Linked DNA regions of Mus musculus: region 1 is linked to region 2. A link is a contact called in public promoter capture Hi-C data. All regions are on one chromosome and are shown on one strand. Each heading gives the region's core, a stretch centred on a gene start, on an enhancer-like site or on the middle of the called end of the contact. The rest is flanking DNA. Distances are from core to core; before and after follow the strand shown. Region 1 overlaps Cabin1 (calcineurin binding protein 1). Region 2 holds the start of Susd2 (sushi domain containing 2).

The links. Promoter capture Hi-C pulls out the DNA fragments that hold promoters and counts their contacts.
Region 1: a promoter capture Hi-C map of hippocampal neurons shows a contact between it and region 2, with 2.1 times the contacts expected there. The contact joins the enhancer-like site here to the promoter of Susd2 in region 2. A contact is called at or near these places in 12 of 39 promoter capture datasets (the 3T3-L1 cell line, the C10 cell line, the HPC-7 cell line and 8 more), 3 of 15 datasets of contacts at CTCF or cohesin (CD8 T cells, the NIH/3T3 cell line and embryonic stem cells), 3 of 484 Hi-C or Micro-C datasets (B cells, cerebral cortex and nephron progenitors), 2 of 115 datasets of contacts at active chromatin or transcription factors (both in embryonic stem cells) and 4 of 9 other capture datasets (adipose tissue, embryonic stem cells, liver and 1 more).

The regions. Positions count from the first base shown.
Region 1 is chr10:75,742,866-75,745,565 of GRCm38.p6, forward strand. It overlaps Cabin1 (calcineurin binding protein 1), which reads right to left. Exons shown (of 37, transcript NM_172549.3): 10 at 2,364-2,532; 11 at 337-473. Among named protein-coding and RNA genes, the nearest start is that of Cabin1, 20 kb to the right of the region's middle. Within about 2 kb of position 1,351, at least 26 of the 459 cell types and tissues checked have an H3K27ac peak or open chromatin away from gene starts, as enhancers often do. A contact at or near this core is called in cerebral cortex and hippocampal neurons, where this site is marked.
Region 2 is chr10:75,642,671-75,645,370 of GRCm38.p6, forward strand. Susd2 (sushi domain containing 2) reads right to left here and starts at 1,338. Exons shown (of 15, transcript NM_027890.5): 1 at 1,204-1,338. The coding sequence starts at 1,273.

The DNA of each region.
Region 1 (2,700 bases), core at 101-2,600, 100 kb after region 2:
CCTCAGCTGACCACAGGCAGCTCCTCCACCAATTTTAAAAAAAGATTTATTTATTTATGTTATGTATGTGAGTACACTGTAGCTGTCTTCAGACACACCAGAAGAGGGCATCAGATCCCATTACAGATGGTTGTAAGCCACCATGTGGTTGCTGGGAATCGAACTCAGGACCTCTGGTAGAGCAGTCAGAGCTCTTAACCACTGAGCCATCTCTCCAGCCCTTTTTCCAACTCTTATGAAACCCTAGAACCACTCTGCAGAGCAGAAGCCAGGCAGGTCCCAGGCTGATGGAAGGAAGACTGCCCAGCAGTGACAGAGCACACTGCCCACTCCTACCAGATTCCATGAATGTGGCTGAGTCGAAGGACAGGCGATGAGGTCCCACATTGGAGAAGCTCTCCAGTTTGGCTTCTGCCTGAACTTCATAGTTATTAAATGGATCATCTTCCTCCTCAGGGTCCAGTTTTCTTAACCTACATGAAACATGCTAAAATCACGACAGCCATCCCGCTCCCTGTGACAGAGCATCCCAACGCCTCCTAGTAGAGCAACTAAATCAAGCCAAGATAGCATTGACTGAAACAGATGGTGAGAGCATCCACACCCAGGCCCCAGGAGCCGCTGCGTCTCTCCAGATTTCCGTGACTGATCGTTCCCACACTTGTTCATTTATGCCACCAACAGATGGCTGCTGAGCAAAGCCATGCGCCAGGCACACAACCATAAATACAGGGAGTTCATCTCCTCGGTGGAGAGGTGGATCATGAGCAGGGAAAACACAAACGGCCCACATCAGGACCAGCACCAAGCAGTTGCTTCAGACAGAGCCACGGGGACTCTGCGTTGGAGAGCAGAGTCAGAGGGAATACTCTCGGGGCTGACAACAAGGAAGGGCTAAGCAGAAGCAGAAGCTCAAGACCAGGTACAAAGGCAGAGGTGCTGAGGGGCCTCGGGGCTGCCAGCGTGGGGACACGGCACACCCATCTGAGCTCCTCACATTGCAGCACCACCCTACAGACTCTTCTAAGGACCATGTTTTGGCCACCCTTGTAGCACCTCTACAGCATAACACTCAGGGCACCTATAAACCCCACATTAACTGCATGTACACTCCAGCAAGCAAGCTGCTATACTGTTATAGGAATACCCAAAGTAATGAATACTCGAACCTCACAGAAACTGACCCAAATACAGTAGACACAGCTCCACATACACAAGGCAAGAAACAAGAGCCAGGGTATGACAGTGGGGCGAAGAGGAAGACAGATTTCACCCACTCCAAGACACTCCTTCACTCTTCCAAAGAGCAGCTGTTTCCTGTAATGCATCTCAGGAGAAACCAGCAGATGGCGCCACATCTCTGCCTTGGCTCTGTCTTAGCTGTGCACTAAACACAGCCCTAGTTCTAAGAATTGCACCCTCATGGGAGAGATGGTAGGAAGGGAACAAAGAGCAGTTAAGTGTATTGATATAAAATGGATGCATAAGTCTGCTAAAGCCTCTAGATTCCTCTTGCACTGTCAGAAACAATACTGATATAAACTGTCACTGGTCAAAATGACAACCAAAGACTTGAGATATCTGGGCAGAGTACTGATGAAACCCTACTCAAGTAACAGTGGAGGGAGAAAGACGAAGACACCGGAGATATGAGAGAAAGTCCTGGCAAGCCAAAAGTATGCCCCCAGATGCTGGGGAGGAGAATGATGGATCAGAGCGCACTCTCCCGGGAAAGCAAAAGTGGGGCACCAAGAAGCATGCCCACTGGCACAATAAATCCTAAACAGGCTCAGGAGAGAGCCCCTGGGGCTCCTGAAGAACAGCAGGGCCAGAGCAGGAGCAGTAAAAACCCAGGACAGAAGTAGGGGCCCAGGCCCTCCTGTTTCAGAGAGCTGGCACCTTCTCTCCTGGAATTCTTTGAGGAACATGAAGAACCAATACAATGAAGGAGCACGCTCCATCTTCTCAGAATGCAATGGAACTAATAGCAATATAAAGCCAGGCAGGCACACATACACTGAGAAACAGGTGGCTTCCTTCCAGGGGTTTCCATAAGCATTTGCTGCGGCCCTGAAGCACCCCAAGAAAAAGTGAGTCTCATGACTACACGTTCCTGACTCATTCATCTTGTGAGAATCAGGAAGCAGCCAGTCCCCAATGGATAAACCAGTCAGCTCCTGTATTCAGGAGGTGAGAAAAATCCAAGCACTCAGTTCAGTGACATCCACACACTCTATTCAAGCAAGCATCAAGGGGAACAAGGGAGGCACCGGTGGGGAGGGTGGGAATAGGCTGAAAAGCGCTGCTGAGAGAAAGAAGAGCAGTTTGCAGTTACATCAGAGAAACCACAAAGTGTCCAGTACCTGGACGGCAGGAACTTTACTAGCAGTCCCTGGAAATCCACTTTCTCTTCTTTTTTGCACTTGGTGTTTCGGACCCGGGCAGACCTCCGCTTTGCTGTCTCTCCACTTTCCTCTACAGTCTTCTTACGCTTTACCCCTTTCTTAGACTTATCTCCTCCAGAAACATCACCTTCACAAAGAATGATAATTAAACCATTGCACAATGGCAGGAAAGGGCCCACTGGACTCCTCTTTTACAACCCACCACCACCGACATCTTTCTTCTCAACAGCACGCAGTCCTGAGTCCCTTAATGGTCCTACCCTTCTGGAGCTGAAAAGACCTCAGGCCAGAGCTC
Region 2 (2,700 bases), core at 88-2,587:
CTGGAGAAGAAAGCCCCGTGTCCCAGGGTCAGCTGCCTGACCAACAGGGCCCGTTTCCCCTGGAGCCTGTGAGAAGCGTCCATGAGACAGACCAGGGATTGCTATGGCTACCAAGTGGCATGGTGGAAAGCCACCGGCTCTGTGGGCGGGGCTCCATTTTAGCACAGGTAATGGAGTGGCTTTGTGGGTCCTCACAGCTAAAAAAGGGTCCCCGTGCTTTCTGATAGGGTACATAGTCACCAAGAGTCCTACTGAAGGCCGGGGAGGGAATGGTATCTGGGTTGAGCTTGTCCCATCTCTTTCTGGGGGTGGGACACAGTTGAATCTCAGAGAGCCCCACCCTCTGAGAAGGCAGCCAGGACACTCCCTTTTTAGGGGATAGGAGGGGACATTCCAGTGAGGGTTGCAGCACAGTGTAGTTGGGAATACCCCATAGAAACTGTGGAACATCCTGTCTAGGCCTAGCTGTTCAGCCCACTTCCTCTGTGGGCTGTGGAGACCTGTGGTAGGGCTGTACTTCAGCCCCAGAGCTGAAAAGTGGAGACTGGGGTGAGGTACAAATTCCCAGGCCAGACCACACCTTCCCCAGACCCTTGATGGAGATCCACCAGGAGCCGGGCTGCGGTCTAAGCCATTAGACCACCTCACTAAGCTTATACTCCGGAGCAGCAATAAATATTTATCGGCTAAGGTTTAACGACTGCAAGGGGTGTGGGAAGATGCTTCAAGATGCCATGAGATAAAGTACCAGAAGGGTGGTGGCACTTGTGTGAAGCAGGAGACTGCAGGCTGGTTAACTCCCAGCTCAGCTCAGGGAAAGGCCATGGCTCTAGGCTCATCCTTCCTGCTAGACTTTCTTGGTTGCGCCGAGAAGGACCAGCACAGGGACAGATGAGAGGCAGGGGGTTCCCTGTGTGATTGCACCCTTCACAGAGGCTGGGCTGCAGGCTCTGGTCTTCCGGGATTCCCTCCCAGGCCCTTATGTGAGTGCAGAATGAGCTTGGTTCAGACCTCCCATCTCCACCAGAAGTGTCTAGATCCAGGAGCCCCCCCCACCCCCCCAGTTTCTTCCCAGTACTCCCCAGTGTAGTCACAGATGGACTGCCAGATGGATAGACAGCTGAGCCCAGAGGGGTGTCTGCTTAGGGCCTGGCTGATCAGGCAGATGAACAGGGAGGTCAGAAGGACAAAGTGGGGGCATACCTGCTGTGAACCCGGGGCCTGGTATTGTTGAGAGCAGCATCAAAATCCAAGGCAGGAGGGCCAGCTTCATGGTGTGCCCTGTGTCTGCAACCAGCAGGCAGCACAGTGGCTCAGAGATTTGCAGGGCAGGCTCTTGCCTGGCTGGCCAGGCCCCGCCTCCTGACCCCGCCCAGCGTTCTGCGGCATCACTCCTCCCCTCCCCTGCCCTCCCCGCCCCCTCTCAAAGTCCACAGGTGCCGATAGACAGGCAGAGCCCGAAGTGCCTAGTTAGCACATTCTTGTAGCATCATCACAGCCTTGGGACCCTGTGTGAGAATGAGGGGCTGGAGCGTCCAGATGCTAAGACCTTTGGCACCTGAAGCGGAATGGCGAGACAGCTCAGACCCTGGGGTCACAGTCCAGTCTTGTGTGTGAGGTTTCTGTTGGTTGGGTGGGAGAAGTCCTGGCCCCTTAGGGCAGACCTAGACCTCTGCTTCCCCTAGGGAGGTGTTGCTAACACACACTCAGCCTGACAGGCGGAGGTGGAGAAAGAATTAATCTGTTTGGATTTTAAGCACATAGCATGGACTTGAGACTGGGTCATTTCTGATGAATAGCCAGCCAGCTTTAGAGTCACTACCGAGACGGAGGAGCCCAGGGCTGAGGCCAGCCTAGCTCCAGTGTTGTCAGTTGGGGAGCTAACAGATCCTGTTGAGGGTTAGAAGGAAGGAGCCTGGTGGAGACCAGCTACTGGCTTCTGGGAGACCTTGATACTAGGGTGACTCATGAAGGACCCCAAAGCTGGGACTCTCTCTCACTCAGGGATTGTCACCTGGGCTAGACATCAGGACAGGGGATCTGTAGTGTTTCAATGCAGACACACTGGCTAGCCTCACAGGGGAGGAGGTGCTCAGGTGGCTGGCTTGTGAACCAAAGCCATCTGATCTGTGATTCTCCTCTGGTCCTGGGTCTCAGCCAGCCTATTGTTCTATGGGCCTAGTCCCCTCTCACTTAGAATGACTACCCAGAACTAGTCGGGGCTGGAGGTGACAGTGTCTCCCACGAGTATCTGAGGAGACCCGAGGTATAGGAGTGGGAACCAACTACCCCTAAGGTAACCCTGCCCCTATTATACCTGCAACCCCATAGGTGGATTTGGTTGAGAAGTCACCACCTTCCAGGGGAAAGAAAATCTACTAAGCCACAAGGGGCTCTATATGGGTGCTTTTGTGTGCACACTGAGGTCCTGTGGTGGTAGCAGTCGATGCTAACAACCCAGGCCCAGGATTGCGGTAACTCCCTACCCTGAGAGGCATGGGTAAGCAGAGGGGTATGGCTAAGTGACTGCTGTCCCCAGCGTCTTGGCTGTCCAGATGGCTGGCCTGGTAAGGACCCATCCTGGGTTGCCATGCTTCCAATCCATGGCCTTGGATTATTAGGTCTAGTCAACAGATTCTTCTCCATTGAGGGCTCAGTCTATGGCGGCACACAGGCGTATGGACTCGGACTTGTCTTCAT